2 separate regions of the Muntiacus reevesi genome follow, and region 1 is linked to region 2. A link is a contact called in public Hi-C data. All regions are on one chromosome and are shown on one strand. Each heading gives the region's core, a stretch centred on a gene start, on an enhancer-like site or on the middle of the called end of the contact. The rest is flanking DNA. Distances are from core to core; before and after follow the strand shown. Region 1 holds the start of GET1 (guided entry of tail-anchored proteins factor 1). Region 2 holds the start of PSMG1 (proteasome assembly chaperone 1).

Evidence for each region. Hi-C and Micro-C count contacts between places; a contact is called where the count stands out from the background.
Region 1: a contact with region 2 is called in a Hi-C map of muscle, with 3 times the contacts expected there. The contact joins the promoter of GET1 here to the promoter of PSMG1 in region 2. A contact is called at or near these places in 2 of 3 Hi-C or Micro-C datasets (blood and muscle).

The regions. Positions count from the first base shown.
Region 1 is chr8:19,342,004-19,344,900 of mMunRee1.1, reverse strand. It overlaps GET1 (guided entry of tail-anchored proteins factor 1), which reads right to left and starts at 1,415. Exons shown (of 5, transcript XM_065943470.1): 1 at 1,244-1,415. The coding sequence starts at 1,345.
Region 2 is chr8:19,150,779-19,153,908 of mMunRee1.1, reverse strand. It overlaps PSMG1 (proteasome assembly chaperone 1), which reads left to right and starts at 1,660. Exons shown (of 7, transcript XM_065943077.1): 1 at 1,660-1,822; 2 at 3,088-3,130. The coding sequence starts at 1,689. BRWD1 (bromodomain and WD repeat domain containing 1) reads left to right here. Exons shown (of 42, transcript XM_065942844.1): 42 at 1-1,213. It overlaps LOC136173316 (a long non-coding RNA gene), which reads right to left and starts at 1,534. Exons shown (of 3, transcript XR_010664209.1): 1 at 1,432-1,534; 2 at 1,253-1,311.

The DNA.
Region 1 (2,897 bases), core at 166-2,665, 190 kb before region 2:
CGACCCCATGGACTGCAGCACGCCAGGCTTCCCTGTCCTTCACTATCTCTTGGAGCTTGCTCAAACTCATGTCCATCGAATCGGTGATGCCATCCAACCATCTCATCCTTTGTCACCCCCTTCTCCTCCAGCCCTCAATCTTTCCCAGCATCAGGTTCTTTTCCAGGGTAGAGTAAAAGAAAAAGAAGTAGAAATCTTGTCTAGCTTTAAACACCCGACCATCACCGCCGCCGCAGATTTATATCAGGAGAGAATAGCAGAACTGAGTTCCCAGGATACTGCTACAGTGTGGTGCAGCCCACCTTTGAAGCCTGGGTCTGAGTCAGACAGCTCCTCAGTCCCACTGTGGGCATACAGAGGGCGCCCTTCCCCGGGGAACAGCTGCCTACGTTTCCCACACACACCTCCCATCAAATGTGCCACCCAACCCCATCCATATTCATGCTCCAGAAGGGCAGACCCTGGAGAATCACAAACCAAAGATCAACTCTACAGCCATCAGTCAGCAGCTGGATGATTTAGTACAACTACCAGACTCTGGGCCAGACACCTCCCCTGGGAGGTAGAGGAAGATAGGATGACAGCGACAGCAGTCCTGGCGACTGAACACGAGGAACTATACTCATGATGGGGCAAAACGCCCCTCAAAGGGCTCCCAGGTGGCCGTGGCTCCTCTGGGTACGGGAAACAACACGAAGAGCACTGAGATTCTCTGTCTGTGCTGTCTCCAACCCCTCCCGCCCCAAGAATGGGGGCCCCTGCACCCTGAGACCTGTCCCCTGGGACCTGGAACAATAGACACTGCACACGACAAGGCGGGACCTCCCGGAGCCCCGGCTGCCGGCTGCAGAGCTGCGGGCCCTGACCCTCAGCACCCGAAGGCTGCTCTCTGCCCCCAGGGGCCAGAGGATAACGGAAATGAGGGTGGAGGCGGGCAGAAAGGCACTGAGCACTCCAGGCTTAGGGCTGCTGCCACGTGAAAACGTGGCCAAGTGTGGGCAGGTTATGATGGTTTGTTTTTCCCACCGAGAATCCAGAAATCCAGATTTAGGGGTAAGGCTTTGTACTCAAACGCTAGCACACTCAAAAACATCTTAGAACACAGAACAGCCCAACCGAGACGCCTCAGCAGGCTAAATCCGGCCCTCAGGCGGCCAGCTGGAGACGCCTATGTACACCGCAGGCTGGCCGAGGACCGAAGCTGCGACCCCACCGGTCCCTGGAGGGCCAGGGAGCCACTTACGAAGAAGGAGAAGGACGGGAGGAGGATCCTGAGCACATTGCACCCAAACACGAAGCTGAGCACCAGCAGCCACGCCCAGCGGTCGGCCTCGGCAGCGCTCATCTCGGAAGCTAGCGGCGTCGCCTGGTCTGCTAAAGCAGCTCCATGGGGACCACGCCGACGGCCGCGCGTGCGCAGTGAGCACTGCGCCCCAGAGGGGCGCCGCCGCGCCTGCGCAGTGCGCCGCGCTTCGGGAGGCGGGGCCATCTTTTCTTCCAATTTCTTGACATTCCCGGCTTCCGTAGCCTTCTCGCTCCGGCTCGTTCATCCCTGCGGAACCTATTTTCCAAGTTCGGCTTCCACCATGTCTTTAGTTTTGTTTTATCAGCAAACCACTGGTGTTATTGTGTAATTAATACTTTCTTTAAATTGACTCAGCTTTATTCCTAAGTAACTGTATTTTTTTTATTCCTAAGTAACTGTATTTTTAAAGACACCGTTCTGTAAGTAGTGACTATCATTACAGTAGCAAGGAAACGTAAACACAAAAACGTTTTGCAAGTAGTCTTTACATTTCAAAACTAAACACTGTAATAAATCTAAGTAATTTACAAAACTGCATACCTGAAAAATAAGTGTTAACGTAAAAGGCCTTGGTTACATTCAACCTGTAATAAAGGGCTTCCCAGCCCTTTATTGGCGCTGGTGGTAAAGAATCCGCCTAACAATGCAAGAGACAAGAGACGCAGGGTTCCATCCTCGCATGGCAACCCACTCCAGTATTCTTGCCTGGAGAATCCCATGGACAGAGGAGCCTGGCGGGCTACAATTCATGGGGTCGCAGAGTCAGACAGGACTGAAGCGACTGAGCACAAACGTACATGTAGGTGAAGATGACGGTTTTGCAGAAAAAGGATCCTAATCCCATTTATGTGTAGTAGATAAAGCAAAAGATGATTAGCTGTCTCTTCTGCCTGGCTGGAGTCTGAGAACTAATTTCCAATCAAAATGAATCGAGCTGTGGTTCTACAAATGTCTCATTAAAAAAGACATGTGAGTCAATGTTTGGCAAAAACCACTACAATATTGTAAAGTAATTAGCCTCCAACTAATAAAAATAAATGAAAATAAAAGACATGTGAGATGTAACTGTTCAATAGAGATAGAGTGAATTATTTTCATGGAAAGGTGATGCTAAGCTTACCAAAACACAGGCTTGGAGCCTGCTTCTCCTCCATAGCCTTACCCTGAAGCCAGACCATCCAAGGCTGCACCCTGACTACTTCTACCCACTAAAGGTTTAGAAGAATTGGATGCAGTAATAACCTTGTGAAAAGTGGTGGCAGGTCCTCCTGTGTCCATTTCCCGGCAGCCAGTCTCTGCTTTTCAGGAGGAAGAGGAGAGTATTGCCAGCTCCTCAGGATTTGGTTTAAAAAAAAAAAAAACAAAAACCTGGAGTGTGTCCACTCTAGGATAGTACAACAGTGGCGAGAGAAGACCAGCAGTATCTGGTCTTCAAAGGCAACCTAATTCAAGTAACTCAGCTCTCTCCTATTGCTCTACTTGGGCGGCTCTCAAAAAGCAGAAACATCACTTTTGCAGACAAAGATCCCTATAGTCAAAGCTATAGTTTTCTCAGTAGTCATGGATGACCATACAGGATGGACCTTACAGG
Region 2 (3,130 bases), core at 411-2,910:
TTGGGATATGCTATGTCCTCAACAAATGCCGTAAAATGTTAAAAATCTCGAGTATTTTATGCAGTTTTTTGACCGTTTTAGTGTCGTGAAGATTTCATTTTGAAGTTATAATTTTCTGTGGTGGTGTTAATTTCTGTTAGCACTTGAGATTGTACCATTAGCCTTCTTTCATAATGGAATCCCTTTTCTGGTTGAGTATTTGATTTGAACATATACTTGCCTTTTTTTAAGTGCTTGGCCTAAATTTATTGTAACTGCATGAAATAAGTATTTGTTTAAAATTTAATATTCTTGTAAAAATCTCTCTGAAATGTATGCAGAATTTTAATCATGACTAAATGTACTATCATTACCCTATTTATGATTTTTAATCAGCTTTCCACAAGTGACTTCTTCATAATGTAACTGAAATCATATTGAAGATCTTACTGGTAAAAGTGATGTTATTTTATTCAACAAAAGGACTAAGACAAAGTTGTGCCCAAACTGTAGCCCAGAAGTGTTAATGCAATTTTAAAATATTACACTGGTAATCTTGTCTATTCTAGCGTGCTAACAATAGCCAGAGTTTCCTAAGCGCGAACTAGATAGTTAGTCTTATTGTTTATACTTTAATGTTCATATTTTGCTTCAAAACCCAATATATTATTTTGCAGTAATGTGTAAAATTGCTAAATAACTGATTTTAGGGAAATGTTTTTGTTGACAGTTTCTCCACATCTAAAAGCAAGATGTTTCTAGCAACAGATTTGCGATTTTTTCTAATCTCAAGAGGCACCCCCGACCCCATATTAGTACTTAACTTTGTGACTTATTTATTGATAGGGTTCCAGGATGTAAGCAAATGCCCTCTAGTTTCAGCACAACTGAATGTAGGTAAATGGATTTTTTTTTCGTTGCAATATTGTATATTTTCACTTAAGCTATGGTATAGTGTCACTTTTCTCTCCTGCATGGATTAGTGCTCTGTTAAAAAAAGAACCAATTCAAAAATAATTACATAACGTTTCTTCTTAATGAAAGGCTATTTAAAACGAAATTTTGTATCAGAGATGGCCAAGTTTTTAAAAAGAAGCAACTATTTTTGCATTCTCATGAAATCTTTCAGATCATCAGCTTTTGAAATGTGAATTCCTATTGCCAGAGTAAAGGCTCATTTTTACAACACCGCGAAGCACTGTATTTTTTCCTGCCCGTCCATCCGCCCTCTGTCCACTGTCCCGAGGACGCGCCGGGCCGGGCCGGCACCTACCTGGGGCGGTCGCGGTTTGAAGCCGGGTGCTTAATAAACCAAAGCTCACCCTGTCACTCCTAACGGGGAAGAAAACGGAAACGGAGTTAAGGAAGGAAAGGTAACTGGGCTGGCCTCTGCCCGGAGCTGTACGGACTGGGCCGCGGGCGGTCGAGCCCCAGGTCGGCCCGGTTCGTTACCTGCGGGGACGGGAGGCCCCACCCCTCGGCTCGCCTCTTGTTTCTCTCCTCTCTAGTCGGCAGTCACCTGATTTTTCGGCGGCCCCACCCGGCTCGGGCTGCGAAAGAAAAAGGCCCCGGGTTTGCGCCGCCGCAAGGACTCGGGGCGCGTGCGCGGGGGTGGTGCAGGGGGCGTGGCGGTGCTCTCGGGCGCGTGGGCGGGGCGCGTGCGCGGTTCAGTGGGACCGCAGTTAGGCTGGGAGAGCGTGAGGGACGGCATGGCGGCTACGTTCTTCGGAGAGGTGGTGCGGACGCCGTGCCGAGCCGGGACGGAGGACGAGGAGGAGGAAGAGGAGGGGAGGAGGGAGACTCCCGAGGACAGGGAGGTCCGGCGACAGCTGGCGCGGAAGAGGTGAGGTCCTGGGGCATCGGAGCGGACGCGCCGGCCCTGAGGTTGCGGCTGCTCCGGCCTCCCCCAGGCCTCCGGCCTTGCGGGGCTGCCGGGTGGAGGCGGCCCGCGGGCCTGCTGACGGCTCGGTGGGACGTCGGCTCCTGCCGTCTTTCAAGGCTTCCTTCAGCATTGGTGCTGGTGGTTTCCTGCGGGCGTGATCCATTTTCCAACGGTGCGGGGCTGTTTTCCTCCCCCAAGTTTGTCGTGTGTTTGGTTCATGGATATAAGACAACTCTTTAAAACTGTATTCTCCGCCTCACTTTTTGGTTAGCATCGTGTGTTAGCAGCAGATAGATATGTCTTTTTTTTTTTTTAAAGTGTTATTTCCAAACACACAGACATTAGAGGAAACAGTAAGGTGGCACGTTAAGCCCCTCCAGTCACATAAATTCAACAGTTAGGAAGATTTTGCTACATTTTATCTCTCTCCACCCTTTGGTGGGTCCCAGTCTCCGTGGCCTTTCACTTCTACAGTTTTCAGAATGCGTATCAAACAATACAGGTGTTTTCTTAGATATTAACAATTGATAATACTTTTTGGATGTTGTGTAACGTAACCAGTCCGTGGTCCGATTTATCCAGTTGTCTCAGACGCGACATTTTACAGTGGGTTTGAGGAAGTCAGAACCCTGGCAAGGCACACACCTTAAGTTTCATACGTTTTATCTCTTGAACTTCCATGTATTTAGAGCAGGACCCCCCCCCCCCGGCCCGGCCCCGGTCCCCCAACTTTCTCACCCCCTTTGAGAGACCGAGTGCCCTGTAGGATGTCCCACCGTCTGGATTGGCCTGATTGCTCCCTCTTGGTGTCCTTTATTCAGGTGTGTGTCTGTCACCTGCATTTCCAGTAAAGGGATCCACTGTTTTGGTTGCTAAGATAGATTGATCTGTGGATCAACTGGACAGCCTGATCTCTCTTGTACAGTTCTCCATGAACTGGGCAACAAACGGTTTTACCTATGAATTATTGTTGCCTGAATCCGTTGCTTCCTTAAAATGCTAATTATGTTCTTTATAGAATTAAAGTTTGCGTTCTGCTTAATACAGAATCATACCTGTGGGAACCTTTTTGTCACAGTATGATACTAATTGCATTTAAATTGTATGGAGGACAGGAAAGGGTGGAGTGCTGCATTTCATAGGGTCACAAAGAGTCAGACACAACTGAGTGACTGAACAACAACATTTAAATGGCTTTTCTTTCATTTTTCTGTTTCTCTTATTAGGGAGGTGCGACTCTTTCGAAGACAGACAAAAGCAAGTTTGGAA